Regions from separate parts of the Bos taurus genome. Here region 2 is linked to region 1. A link is a contact called in public Hi-C data. All regions are on one chromosome and are shown on one strand. Each heading gives the region's core, a stretch centred on a gene start, on an enhancer-like site or on the middle of the called end of the contact. The rest is flanking DNA. Distances are from core to core; before and after follow the strand shown. Region 1 holds the start of SMAD1 (SMAD family member 1). Region 2 has its middle 92 kb from the start of TRNAG-ACC.

Region 1 (7,494 bases), core at 2,933-5,432:
TGAATGTCGATTCCAGTAGTTAAAGCAAAGGTCTGAAATTGTGGTCCTCAACCCCCACCTCCACCGCCACACACACACCTTCTAGGATAAATCCATCAGTTCTAGAGTTTAAAATAGCCCCAAGTGATTTTGATAGAAACTCACCCCCTCAATTTGAAAACTATTGACTGAAATATAAAAACGCAGCTTTTGGAGTTGAAGAAGAGGACATACAGGGTAAGGAGAAATGTATTCTGTTGATAAATTGTTACTAGAGGACAAGGAAAAAAAGTTGTCTTTCTCGTTCTTTTGCACAATTAACCTTTAGTAAAAGTAAATAATTATTTCAGGAGGTACACTCTGACCAAGTGTGACTCTTGATGATAGCATAGTGTTTTGTTTTCTCTTTTATTGTTAGACAAAAATAATGCCACTTTCAAAGAACTGATAAATCTGAGTAAAACTCTTTACAGAAGGGAACAACTGAGTCCCTGTAGCCTATTAAGTAAAGCTCCACCCTTGGCCTTCTAATTCCTTCAGGGAGCTAAATCATTCATCAAACATTTATTGAGACTCTGATGTGTGCCAGGTATAGGGCTCTGCTCCAAAGACAGAAGACAGTCAGATAGAATTCCTTTTTCCTCCAGTGAGGAAGTAACTGTTGGCATGTGCAGTTTGCTGTGACAGCAGTCCATCATAAATATCCCTTTCAGTTCTCAGAATCAGTAATGCTTTCCCCCTTTTATTCCTGTTACGGGTAATCTGTGCCTTTTCTTTTATTGATTAGTTTTGCTAGAGGAATATCTGGTTTTATTAGTATTTTCAAAGAGCCAACTTTGATTTTATTTTCCTATTTTATATATATAGATATATTTAATTTTTGCTCTCATTTCCTTTTACTGTCTTTGGGTTTAATTTGCTGTTCCTTTCTTTTTCTTTTGGTAGATACATAGAAAATTAGTTTTCAGCTGCTTTTATTTTCTAATATATGCACTTAAGATTATAAACTTCCCTCTAAGCATGGATTGAGCCACATCCTACAAGTTTGATGTGTCAGATTTTTATAATCATCCCATTTAAAATACTTTCTAATTTCCCCTATATTTTCTTCTGTGACTCACAGGTCAAAGAAGTGTAATTCTTTTCAATAACAGTATTTGGGCATTTATTCTTAGTTGTATGATGATCAAAGAGCATATTCTGTATAGTTTTATCCCTTTGATATTTGTTGAGATTTGCGTAACGGCCCATTATATGGTCATGTGTTTTTTAAAGTGCTATGTGTGGTGCAGTTGCTGGGTGCATACATGAATTGAGTCAAGTTTTTAAACATACAACCTCCTATATCTGTCAATTTTCATTGGCTTGTTTTGTCATTTACTATGTTGATCTCCCACCAAGACTGTTTGTCATTTTAACTATGTCAGTTTCTATTTTATGTATTTTGAAACCGTTACTGCTTGGATTAAAAAATTAGGATTGTGATATATTCATGGTAGAGCACCTCTTTTAACATTATGAAATGTCCCTCTTTTATCCTTGGTGATACTTCTTTCTTTGAAGTCTCTTTTGTCTGATTTGATAGCTCTGTGAACTTTTTTGTTTAGAATATGCACAGTACAGTTCTTTCCATTCTTTTTCTTTCAACTTTTCTCTGCCCTTGTATTTGATATGTGTCTCTTGTAAGTACACTATATATTTTCATTTGGCTCATTTAGTCTCTTGATTTGTAATTAATTCTTGAGACGTTGAAGATTATATCTGAATCTTACTGTTTTCTATTTGACCCACCTATTATGTACTCCTTTTTGTTCTGAGGTTTTTTTGGTTAATCATATCTTTAAATAGAATTCCATATTTTTAATTCCTCTATTACCTTTTTATTGCTTTTAAATTATTCTTTCAGTGGTTGCTTTATTATGATAGGAATTCATAATTTATATCAGTAATAATAGTTTAATGTTTTAGCATTGCCTGAGTAGTATAAGGACCTTAGAACTCTAAATTCATGGATCCCTTCTGCTTTTTTGTTATGCATTTTAATTCTGTATTTTAAACACCACAAGATGTTCCTCTAATTGTTTTGTAAAGTCAGTACCCTTATGGAACTCTTCGTTCTTTCCCGCAATTTCTTGCTTTTCCCTTGTGCTTGAGAATTCCTCCTGGAAGCCAGTTATTTCAGATTTTGTTTGTTGTAAAGCACTTTTATTTCACAATCATTTTTGAATGATTTTTTCCCCACTAAGTGTAGCGTTCTGAGTTACCAGCTATTTATTGCATTCGGCATGCTAAAGATACCATTTTACTGTAGTTTTGTTTTCATTGTTCCCGTTGAAATGTCAGCTGTCATGCTTATTGTACTCATTTGAAAGTATTGTGTCTTTTTAAAGATTTTTGTTGTAGGTTTTCAGCAATTATACCATAATATGACACATTAAAACTTGTGGATTTCTTTCTATTTCTCCTTCTTGGGACTTATAAGGCTTCATGAATCTGTGGCTAGATGTCTGTTGCCAGTTTTGGAAAGCCTTTGGCCAGTAACTTTCAATATGCATATGTCCTCTCTCACAGTTTTTCTCTCCTCATTTTCTTTCATCTTGATCTAGTCTAGTACTAAGATGATCCTAGGCTGTGTTTCTAAACACTGTCCATTTCAGTTTAGCCCTTGCACTAGGGCATACCTCTCCAAGGGTCTCAGCGGAAAACCTGGCATGTTTACCAGAATTTCTCCTTCTTGGCAAGCCCTCAACTCTGTTTTTTTTTTTTGGAGGGGGGCTCTCCTCAACACTATGAGACTCCTGAAATCTCTGCTTGGTCTTTTAGCTTCTTTCTACTTGGCTTCTTACAACGTAGCTTTGGCAAATGCCTTGAGAAGAAAAGCAGTGAAGAATGTTCAGCTTATCACTTCATCACTTTTCACATCTTTCCATATGTGGCCCCTCGTGTCCTGAGTACTTTGATTGCTCATTGATGCCTTTAAAAAGTTGGGCTTCCCCCCCCCACCTCTATTTATTCATTTGTATTTTATTCACCTTTTATAGTTGTTTGGGGAGGAGGTTGATTGGATACCTGCTACTCAATCTTAGCTGGAGTTGGTGCAAAGTTATCTTTAATCTTTTTCGCCATTTGCATTTTTATCTAGTGAAGAGTAACTGGAAGGTTTAAATGAAACAACTTGACTAAAGTATTTAGTACAGTACGTGCTCATGTGCTTCATTCATTTCATGTCAATAAAAAGCATATTTGAAAAAGCAGGGAATGAATTTCCTACCTTAATTGCCTGATAGTCCAAAGGCATAGACTTATTTACTGAATAAAGACCCTAAAATGTTGCTACATTTATCTAGTATAAATAGAATGAACTACCTTTTCTTTTAGCATGAGATACTTGAGCAAAAGAAAAACAGATGTTAAGGCTGTTACAGTTTTACTTTGTCTTGTTGCTTTTAGTTTTTGTTGATTGAGGTGTACTTTGAAATAAATATTTTAGAGCCCATGAGTGACTATAAATATAGAATATCACAGTATCTGTTGAGAACTTGAATTTTTTTTGCACTAAGGGGAATATTGCTTCTACCTCATAACTCATATAAAGAGTAGCATACTTTTTTTTAAATTGCATCTCAGTTTATTCATCTATAAAATCGCAATGATTGTATTACCTAGTTGAAATAATTATTTAAAGGGTTAAATACTGTGCTAGTCTGCTGCCATAACAAGATACCACTGATGGAGTGGCTTAAACAATAGAAATGTATTTCTTACAGTTCTGGAGTCTGTGAAGTCCAAGATGAAGGGTCCAGATAGTGTGGTTTCTGATGAGAGCTATCATCCAGGCTTGTAGGCAGTGGCCTTCTCTCTGTGTCTGCAGGTGGCCTTTCCTCAGTGGGTGCACACATAGGGCAGGAGAGAAATCTCTCCCTTCTTCTTATGAGGCCACTAATCCTCTCATGTTAGGACCCCACCTTCATGACCACATTTGACCTTAATTACTTCCTTAAAGGCTCCAGGTTCCATCTCCAAATACAGTCACACTGAGACTTCAATATGAGTTTGGGGGTGGGGGGTGCATAATTCATTCCATAGGACACTAATACATAAAATCACTTAAAAAAATACCTGGCCCATGGCAATTGTTTAATAAATTGTGATTTTATGGTACAGATGATTTTAAACACCTTTTCCCCTTTTTTCTTTTCTAGGTGCTCGCTTTGGGTTCCTTTTGGAAACACCAGGAATGGTCATTTCTACTTTTCAGGACCTCCGCACAAAGAAGCTAAGGAGAATCTTATGTAGATAAAGTGAAGCCTCTTTCACTGTCCTTTCACATTGGGGACGTCTATATTTCTCCCTCCACAAGGAGCGTGCGTAGCGCCATCATGAATGTGACAAGTTTATTTTCCTTCACAAGTCCAGCTGTGAAGAGACTTCTTGGCTGGAAACAGGGTGACGAGGAAGAAAAATGGGCAGAGAAGGCCGTTGATGCTTTGGTGAAAAAACTGAAGAAAAAGAAGGGTGCCATGGAGGAACTGGAAAAAGCCTTGAGCTGCCCGGGCCAGCCCAGCAACTGCGTCACCATCCCCCGCTCCCTGGACGGCAGACTGCAGGTCTCCCACCGGAAGGGGCTGCCTCACGTCATCTACTGCCGCGTGTGGCGCTGGCCCGACCTTCAGAGCCACCATGAACTGAAACCATTGGAATGCTGCGAGTTTCCCTTCGGCTCCAAGCAGAAGGAGGTGTGCATCAACCCCTACCACTATAAGCGAGTAGAAAGCCCCGGTGAGTGAGTCCTTTCCTGTGGACGCATTTAGCAGATTTGTGTTGTTTCTCGAAATCGTCCCTTTCCATGTTTTTTTTGTCGTTGTTGTAATTTCTAAGTATTAGGGGGAAAGTCGTGTCAGTCAGTCCTTGAAAGGGTCGTACGTTCTAACGGCATAGTCTCTAGTTAACTTTATTTCTTAGGAGCAGGGCTGTGAAAACTGTCATGGAGGCATTAATGCATCTACCTTTTCATAAATTGTTTTTTTGCTGAATTTATTTTTTGTTTCCCTTTGGTTCTGTGCATTTCTCGAGACAGAGTTAGCTATGATTTTTATTGCAAGGGAAGAAAATCGGGAAAGAAGCATGATGTTGCTGTCTACATACTTGAGGGTGGTTGCCAGTGACTTATATCACTTTATCCTTAAAAATAGCACTTTTTATCATCTCCAGTAGAATTTTGCTATGGCATACTCCCTGTGGAGGATATGAAGGAATTATGTTCTGCTGTGGAATCATTTGATACTATTACTTTATATGAGATACTCCTGGTTTTTACATGTGTGACCTTGGAGGGGGTGGAGGAAGCATAATAAAAGATATACTTTTAACATTTACTTGGTTTTGACTTAAATTAGAGTCCGCATTCTAGACAGTGGCATCAGCTGGAAAATGATTAGGCAATCTCAGGCACTTAAATATCTCAGCGTCAGATTGGAATCAAATTTGTTGATGGATTAGTTATTAATAGCTGATGGTTACCAGGTGTTCCCAAATGAGGCTGTGTGTTAGATTCATGTGGCTCTCTCCCAGAAATTCTTATTCTGGCAGAGCCCAGTGATCCGTGTTTGGTTTTTTTTTTTTTGACCCATGTTTAACATGTACTCCAGATAGCGTTGATAGGGGCTATTGGATTGGTATTTGGGAACTATGCTATATCCCATAATAACCTGGTTGTCAAATAAAAAGCTTTCTGGTTTCTTATGGAATATTTATGCCATTTAAAAAGGGAATAATAAACATCTTTGTATCCACCACCCAGTTGCCTCCAGTAACTACTGTTCTGAATTTGATGGTTAGATTTGATGAACATCATTCCCAGGCATGCTTTTTACTGTTGTTTTATATGTATGAATCCTTGACAGGATGTACTGTTATTTTGTATATTTAAAGATATCATACAGTGATATTAGAGTATCCTTCTACAACTTGCTGTATTCATTCAACATCATGGTTTTGTGATTTCTGTATTACATACTTTAGGGTTACTTTGTCAAGGCCTGTGAAAAATCCTCAGGAGGTTTTATTTGAATTTCATTGATTTCATTTGGGGAAGGATTGACATAGTTGTGCTCTTGAGCACAATATTTTTCTAAATTTATTTAGATTTTTAAGTTTTCTCCTTGAAAGTTCTTGCACATCTTTTCTTAGATTTATCAGTATTTCTAGATGACCAGGTTTTATTGTATCCTTTTAAAAGTTACATTTTGTTACAGTGTTCATGGCTAGAACTGTATTTGATTTTTTCCAACAATCTTGATGAATTCTCCTTGTTGTAATATAGACATTCTTTTACTGCTTGTTATATCCACCATGATGTAAATTTTAATGTATAATATATACAACAGGGGTCATTCAGGTACATGGCTTTTTGATTCCCATAGTAACTTTAAGAGGTACAGAGGGAAGATTCTAATCCCACTTTACAAACGGCGAAACTGAGGTCCCTATAAATTAAGTGACCTTTGTGTCAGACAACTGAGAACTGTATTGAGAAAACATTGTGGATCATTTTTCTCCAGACCTCTCCCTCGATCCTATGACATTTCATCCTGTGCAGCAGCAGTTGCCTCCCGACTGGTGCCCCCTGCAGGGGGACTAGTGCACTACAGAGAGTGTTCTTTGGGATGCATGCTCTAGCCATCTTCCTGCTTCCCATTCCTTTACACACAGCTTTGTGTTCTGGTCCTCGCCTACCTTGCCAGCTTCTTCTCCCACCTTGATTCTTTCATGTACTTCCTTGGTGACGTAAGTGATAAAGAACCTGCCTGTCAATGCAGGAGATGCAAGAAACACAGGTTTGGTCCCTGTGTTGGGAAGACCCTGTGGAGAAGGAAATGGCAACTGGCTCTAGTATTCTTCTTGCCTAGAGAATCCCATGGACAGAGGATCCTAGGGGGCCACAGTCCATGGGGTCACAAAGAGCTGAGTGTGACTGAGCACACACGCTTCGTGTGGTTGAGTCACGTGGGGACACTTGAATGCACTCCTCCTACGTGCCTCATTTCCTCTCCCTCTCCTTGGTCTTCTTGCAGGATAGTAAATCAGGCTCCAAGATGGCAGGAACCACGTGTGTAATTAACATCTTTCCTTTTAATAGTGAGCACAATTCAGTACATGTCTGATGTTAAAGGCAAACACTATTTTTAATTTCTCTGTTGGGCCATTTTTTTCTTTTTTGACAGATGAGTTTTTGGTTTGTTTGTACCCTCTGACCATTATCTTCCCTTTTGTTTCATTTCATTGCCATTACTATCTGACATTAGATGGATGTTAAAACATATTAAAAGTTAATACGGAAATGATTTTGTTACTCTTAATAATTTAAAGACCGTGATGCTGGGAAAGATTAAGGGGATGACAGAGGATGAGATGGTTGGATGGCATCACCGACTCAATGGACATGGGTTTGGGTGGACTCTGGGAGTTGGTGATGGACAGGGAGGCCTGGCGTGCTGCGGTTCGTGGGGTCGCAGA
Region 2 (7,494 bases), core at 3,478-5,977, 150 kb before region 1:
ACAATGAGCCACAGCAGCTTCCTCTTCCTCTAGCCAGTAAAACTTAAAACAGCCCTGCCATATCTTAGCTGCTCTCCAGATTTCTCAAAACACAGCCTCCTCTGTCCCCCTTCTTTGCTCACCCCAGATCCATTGGTTCCCAGTGGGGATGAGGAATGAGGAGCACTAATTTGGAAAGGCTGATCTCTGGTTGAAAGGGAAGCAGCAAGCATGACAGTGACAAAGTGGTTGTATTCTAGGACACTGGAGCGTGGACGAAAAGAAAGTGAAAGTGACGGTCACTCAGTTGTGTCCAGCTCTTTGTGACCCTATGGACTATAGCCTGCCGGGCTCCTCTGTCCATGGAATTCTCCAGGCAAGAATACTGGAGTGGGTTGTCATGCCCTTCTCTAGAGGACCTTCCCAACCCAGGGATTGAACCTGGGTCTCCTGCATTATAGGCAGGTTCTTTATGGTCTGAGCCACCAGGGAAGCCCCTGTGGTGGGAAGCAGAGTGATAACAACGATTGTGAGGGGTAATGAGAAGGGGCAGAGAACAGGGTTGATGCTTTTGCAAGAGGAAGGAGGCTCCTGTGTCCTGTGCAAAGGACTCAAGTATCCTCAAAAATCAACCTTGACTTCTCTATTTGTACATATCATTGAATTCTTTTTCACTTAGCAAATAACTGTTGAGCATGTGTTATACTCTGGGCACCATAACAAGCACCAGGAAACAAGAATGAATGAGACAGTGCCTGTCGTTGGGGGCTCTGAGCCTAGGGGAGCCACAGGCTGAAACATGATCTAAAAAAAGTGTGTGTATAATTTTTTAAAAGGGTACAAACAAACTTGTCTACAAAATAGAAATAGAGTTACAGAAGTAAAAAAAAAACTTAGGTTACCAGGCAGTGGGGGGACAAACTGGGAGACTGGGATTGACATATACACATGCTGCTGCTGCTGTTGAGTTGCTGAGTCATGTCTGACTCTTTGCAACCCCATGGATTGCTTATATATAAAATAGATAACTAATAAGGACCTACTGCATAGCACAGGGAACTTTCCTCGGTACTCTGTCATGACCCATATGGGAAAGGAACCTAAAAAAGAGCGGATATATGTATAACTGATTCACTTTGCTGTATGCCTGAAACTAACATGACATTGTAAATCAACTTCTTGTTGTTCGGTAACTAAGTCATGTCTGATTCTTTGCAATCCCATGGACTGCAGCACGCCAGGCTTCCCTGTCCTTCTCTACCTCCCAGAGTTTGCTCAAACTATGTCCACTGAGTAGATCAAGTACACTCCAAAAAACTTTTTTAAAGGTATATGCATCAGGAACACAGAGAAAGCAGCAATCACAGAAGGAGAATAGAGAAGTGATGGTGGATAAGATGTCACTTGGGTCCAGGACTTGAAAGCTAAATTCATTGGTGATAGGGAAGCATGTGACGCAGAGGAAAAGCCTGAGCGAAGTTCCTGAAGCCTGAAAATGCAGAGATCTCAACATCCATCTACACCATTAGCCTAGCCAAGAGCGGCTGGGGCCCTGCTACTCGTGGGGAAGATGCCCAGTCATGTGGTACACTCATGTTGAACTAACATCTTTTTTTCAAACTTTTGTGTTTTCAAAATGATTTTCAGCATCACATTGAAATTTCAGATAAACTATTTAGCACTTCTATTTAGGATTCTGCTTTAGTAACAGTTATTATGTGATTAAGTGAGTCATTAATAACTTGCTATAACTTTCCATCTTTTATGAAGTACTTTGCTGGTATGTGGGTGGCTCTTCTTTGTTTTGGTTGGCTATTCTTTACATTCTTTTTAGTACTATCATTGGCTTTTTTTTTTTCTTTTTTTATAGGTGAGGCAACAGGCATGAAAAGTTCTGGAGACTTAAATTTACAAACAAGTATTACATAAGAATCAAATTAGAATTATTTATTGATATATCCCATCTCAGTACACAAAGGAAGTAGTAAATTAAGAGTTAGAAAGTTGATTTTAGCTTTATCACTTCTATAATCTCACTGAAGAAAAACCTTTTAAATGTCTTCAACCTTATTTTTATCATTTGTAAGATGGGTTAATGTGTCCTTAATCCCCCTCTGATAAACCTTGAAAAGGTAAATGAGATAACATCAGTGTGATGTTCTGCATACAGAAGTAAAGCACAAAATAAATGCAAGATACTTTTTATCGCAAACAATGTATTGTTATAACTAAGCCAGAACATCGAAAGAACACCATGGCCAATTTAAGAAAAATAGAAGATATGGCTTCAAATGTAACTAACAAGAGGTAAGAAATTTTATTTTAAAAGAACAAATGACTTTACCTATTTAAAAAGGAGAAATCAAACAAATTAAACATAGAATTATCATATGATCCAGCAATTCTACTTCTGAGTATCTGCCCAAAACAAGTGAAAGCAAGAACGTGAACAGATATTTATACACTAATGTTTATAGCGTCATTATTCACAATAGCCAAAAGGTGGAAACAACTCAAGCGTCCACTGCCAGATGCATGGATAAAGAAAATGTATACACACAGCGGACTATCATTCAGCATTACTGACACATGGTATAAATGGGTGAAGCTCACAGACACTAACCCAAGGGAAATAAGCCAGTCACAAAAGGACAAACACGGCAGGATTCCACCTTCATGAGGTATGGAGCGTAGCTGAATTCACAGAAAGCGGGATGGCAGTTGCCAGGCAGATTAGGGGAGGAGGAGATGCAGAGTTAGTGCCTAATAGTTTAGAGCTTCAGTTGGGGAAGGTGAAAAACTCCTGGAGAAGGATGCAGGTGATAACTGTGCAACAATGTACTTAATACCATAGAACAGTACACTCAAAAATGGTTACAATGGTGAATTTTATATTTTGAATATTTTACCACAATACCAAGAAAAACTGTTCCCCTCCCTGCCAAAAAGAGAAAGAAAATAAAAGCCTGCCCTGAATTTGATACCCAGGGATCTAAACTGGGTTGCAGCTCAGTTTCTAAGAGTTATATGATCTTGGGTAAGATATATCATTTCTCCTCAATTTTCATTTCTATTGTAAAAGTTAATGATACCCTCCTTACATGTTATAAGGCTTAAGTGTATATGAAAGCATTTATATACATTTACATATAACATAATTCAGAGAAGGCAATGGCAACCCACTCCAGTACTCTTGCCTGGAAAATCCCATGGGCAGAGGAGCCTGGTAGGCTGCAGTCCATGGAGTCCCTAAGAGTCGGACATGACTGAGCGACTTCACTTTCACTTTTCACTTTCGTGCACTGGAGAAGGAAATGGCAACCCACTCCAGTGTTCTTGCCTGGAGAATCCCAGGGACAGGGGAGCCTGGTGGGCTGCCGTCTATGGCGCAGCACAGAGTCGGACATGACTGAAGCGACTTAGCAGCAGCAGTATAACATAAATATTATATATATTTATATATAATATAACCCCCGTGTTATATTAAAAAATATAAAATATTCTATGCTACTTCACAGTAAGTTTTGTGAGCCGGCTATTTTAGAAGCAAAGAAACCAAAGCGCAAAAGAAGACTGTGAGTCGAGTGTGAACTAACACCCAGGTCACCTCAGAACATTCCAGGTCACCTGCTGCCTGGCTGTGTCCCCAACTCTGGGGTCTCAGGAGAGCAAAATGAGGTGTAGCCGACCTCAAGCAGAGCACCAGGTCACTTACAGTCCTCCTCCAAGTGCTTCTCACGTTGGCCAGGAATTTAAAGAGACAAAACTGAGAAGGGAGAACAACACTTCATGGGGATGCTTGGAAACAGCTATTCTCTTGCTCACCTGGATCTTTTATTCCATAAATTACATCTTTCATATATCCCAGGTGATATACCTAGTTACAGAGAAGGCAATGGCACCCCACTCCAGTACTCTTGCCTGGAAAATCCCATGGACAGAGGAGCCTGGTAGGCTGCAGTCCATGGGGTCGCTAAGAGTCAGACACGACTGAGCGACTTCACTTTCACTTTCCACTTTCATGCACTTGAGAAGGAAATGGCAACTGACTCTAGTGTTCTTGCCTGGAGAATCCCAGGGGCGGGGGAGCCTGGTGGGCTGCCGTCTATGGCGCAGCACAGAGTTGGACACGACTGATGGGACTTAGCAGCAGCAGCAGCAGCAGCATACCTAGTTAACTCCATTTCTCATCCTAAAGAAGGTTCCTGCTCTCTTGGCTGCTGAGGACAAACGTTTGAGCTTTCTCAGTGCCAAGCATGGGAGCAGGGCCAGGGTGAGGTGAACTCTCACCTCCCACTCTGTGGCCACAGTCTGCTGTCAATCAGCCAAGGGCTTGAGACTTGGGGCAGCTCCACATCTGCACTGGCCTCCTCATCCCCAGGCCCAGCCAAGCCAGGTCATGTTTAATGTTCCAACTCCCAGAGCAGTTTTAAATTTCTACCGAAAGGGGAACACTCGGCACAGCTGAGAGATGCCACTGCGCGTGTGACGCTCTTCTACTCGTGGGCCTTAAGGAGCCGCTGAAAATCTCACAGAACCAGACTGAAAAGGTTTTTGTTGTTGTTGTTTAAAGAAGTCTTTTCAAACAAACCCCGAATCCATCTTGTAGAGTCTCTGATGACAAGAAGCACCGCACTAAGGACTAAGTCTTCCCAGTGCCGAGTCTGCGTGGTTGGAGGCCCCAGCCAGCCTGCTTAGAGACCTTGGCCCAGAGAGCCAGCCAAACCCGCTGGAAGCTGGCCCTGCCACAAATGGAGCCAGAGGTGGGGTTATTTCAGCTGGAATTTTCTCTTTCCAAAAGACTGGAATGCAGTAAGGATAAGAAGTCCTGCAGAAGACAGGTCACTGATAATCTATGTTACGATTACCTGTTAATCATCGTTTTCATCATCCCTGTGGCAAAAGTCGTCATTGGGTGGTGGTGATATACTAGACATTTACCAGGTGATACTGCCAACCAAAACAACAACAAAATAGATCACTTTTATTGAAATGTCAGCAGCCCTAGATGTTTATTTTTGTGTGCAGTGTGTGGGGTGTGCATGTGGAGCTCAGGAGAAAAAGGTGGCATTTAACTTTCACCCCTCTGGGCCTGATAAATACACCATGCAGCCATTAGTTACAACCTGGACGGTGTTAAACAGGACAAAACCAAAAGGCTGAAGAGCTGAGTGCAGCTTCTCCGTTTAGGATCTCGGATTCAGATTATCTACCTAAGAAAAAGTCTGAATAAACAATATTTCAAAAGATGGCTTCTGTGATATGGATGGTATGTCAAGCCTGGAAATGGATTTATTGTAGGCAACTGAAACAATGGCATCCTGAATCTTGTTAATACTTAGTTTTGCTTCAACTTCCATTTAAATGTGTCAATTTTAAAAATTCATTTTGAACCTGTTTTAATATTTTTTATTACAATTGAGTTGGTGGCTCATGTGGAACATTCACCAACATAAGCCACATATTTTGTACATACAAAAATTAAAGACGCAGTATCAAAATTTGTGGAATGTAGTAAAAGTAATAATTAAGGGGAAAATGTATAGCACTGTGTGCATATATTAGAAAAGAAGAAAGGTCTGAAATCTTTTTCATCAAGGATGAAAAAGAAGAGCTTAAGGCTAAAGCAAGAAGAAGAAAAGAAATATAGATATTAAAGCAGGAATTGATGGGATTAAAAATAGGAAACCAACAGAGAACTCTTTGAAAAGATAAACTTTCTAAACTTCCACTAAGACTAATCAAGGAGAAAAAAGACACATTAATAATATCAGAAACGAGAGTCTCATTAAAAGGAGACTCTTACTTAGTAGTCTCATTAAAAGGATAACTCAGGAATATTATTAACAATCTGTCCACCAATTTGATCACTTAGCTGAAAAATTCTCTTTTGTATTTGAGAAACTAACAACATTGTGTTAGTTTCTGCTGTACAACAAAGTGCATCAGCTAAATGTATACATATATCCTCTCCCTCTTTGTACCTTTTTCCTACTCCCCCTCTCATCCCACCCATCCAGGTCATCTGAGCTGAGTTTCCTGTGCTTTACAGCAGATTCCCACTAGCTATCTATTTTAAAGACTGTTATCATTGTTTACTCTTGATAAAGACTGTTTATTCTCATAAGTAGTATTGGACTCTTTTGCAACAACTCCATGGAGTATAGCCCTTCAGGCTCCTCTGTCAATGGGATTTCCCAGGCCAGAATCCTGGAGTAGATAGCCATTTCCTTTTCCAGGGGACTTTCCCCACACAGGATCAAACCTGCATATCCTGCATTGGCAGGTTGGTTCTTTACCACTGAGCCACCAGGAAAGACCATTTAAAAAATACCAACTGCCAAAATCAACACAAGGAGAAACAGATTATCTGAATAAGCTCACGTTAGGGTTTTATAGAACCCTATAAATTACATATATCTCCCTAGAAGGAGATATATATGATTTATATATTTACATGATTTTTTATAAGGCATTAGCTAACATGATTATCAAGGCTGGCAAGTTCAAATCTGCAGGGTGGGTCACCAGGCTGGAGACCTAGGAGAACTGATGTGCCACTCCCAGTCCTAAGGCTGTCTGCCATCAGGAAAGACCTGCAGAAAGGCCCAGTGTTGCAGATAAGGTCTGAAGTCCTGGAGAATTTTCTCTTGCACAGAGAAAGGCTAGTCTTTTTGCTCTATTCAGGTCTTCCACTGATTGGATAAGTCACGTTCACACTATAAATGACCATCTACTTTACTCCAAGTCCACAGATTTAAATGTTAAGCTCACTCGGAAACACTAAGACTAACGTTTGACCAAATATCTGGGCACCCCATCACCCAGCCTGGGTGACACATAAAATTAACTACCACAGTCTATAATCGCTGGAGAGACTGAAACAACAACCTTGAAAAAGGAAGCACCAGCCCCAGATAATTTCACTAGTGAAGTCTGCCCAGCGTTTAAGGAAGAACTCACATCAGTTCTCCACAATCACTTCCAAAAGACAGAAATAGAGGAAAAGCTTCCTAATTCATTCTAAGATAATGCCAGCATTATCCTAATACCAAACCAGACAAAGACAGTACAAGAAGGAACACTATAGACCAATATCTCTCAAAAACATAGATGCAAAAATTCTCAACAAATATCAACAACTCATATTGGAGGATAAGGGGAAGAAGGGAGATGTGGGAATTCTAATAGCCTAGGACTCTAAGATTTCTAACAGTTATAGCTAAGAAAGCTAAAAACCCATTTGTAACATTGCACTGTCATACCACGGTAATGTGTACTATTGTAACATTTTCCAAGATGCTAACTATCTTCATTTGCCAAAATGAAGACAATGAAAAAGACTTTAAACTGTTTCAGAGTACATAAAGAGCACCAGACTTGCATGAGCTCCATCAGATACACTCAATTTTGCCTTATTGTCAAGTATCTACTTTCTGGGCTCTTTGGTTTGATGTGATTTTGTACAATTTGAAATTCTCTGGGGCTCCTAGGAAACGCGTCGATCCTTTTGCA

What was found. Hi-C and Micro-C count contacts between places; a contact is called where the count stands out from the background.
Region 2: a contact with region 1 is called in a Hi-C map of liver, with 12 times the contacts expected there. The contact joins the enhancer-like site here to the promoter of SMAD1 in region 1. A contact is called at or near these places in 2 of 11 Hi-C or Micro-C datasets (liver and skeletal muscle).

Annotation. Positions count from the first base shown.
Region 1 is chr17:12,784,531-12,792,024 of ARS-UCD2.0, reverse strand. SMAD1 (SMAD family member 1) reads left to right here and starts at 4,182. Exons shown (of 6, transcript NM_001076223.2): 1 at 4,182-4,758. The coding sequence starts at 4,359.
Region 2 is chr17:12,935,489-12,942,982 of ARS-UCD2.0, reverse strand. No RefSeq gene overlaps it. Among named protein-coding and RNA genes, the nearest start is that of TRNAG-ACC, 92 kb to the right of the region's middle. Within about 2 kb of position 4,727, at least 12 of the 102 cell types and tissues checked have an H3K27ac peak or open chromatin away from gene starts, as enhancers often do. A contact at or near this core is called in liver and skeletal muscle, where this site is marked.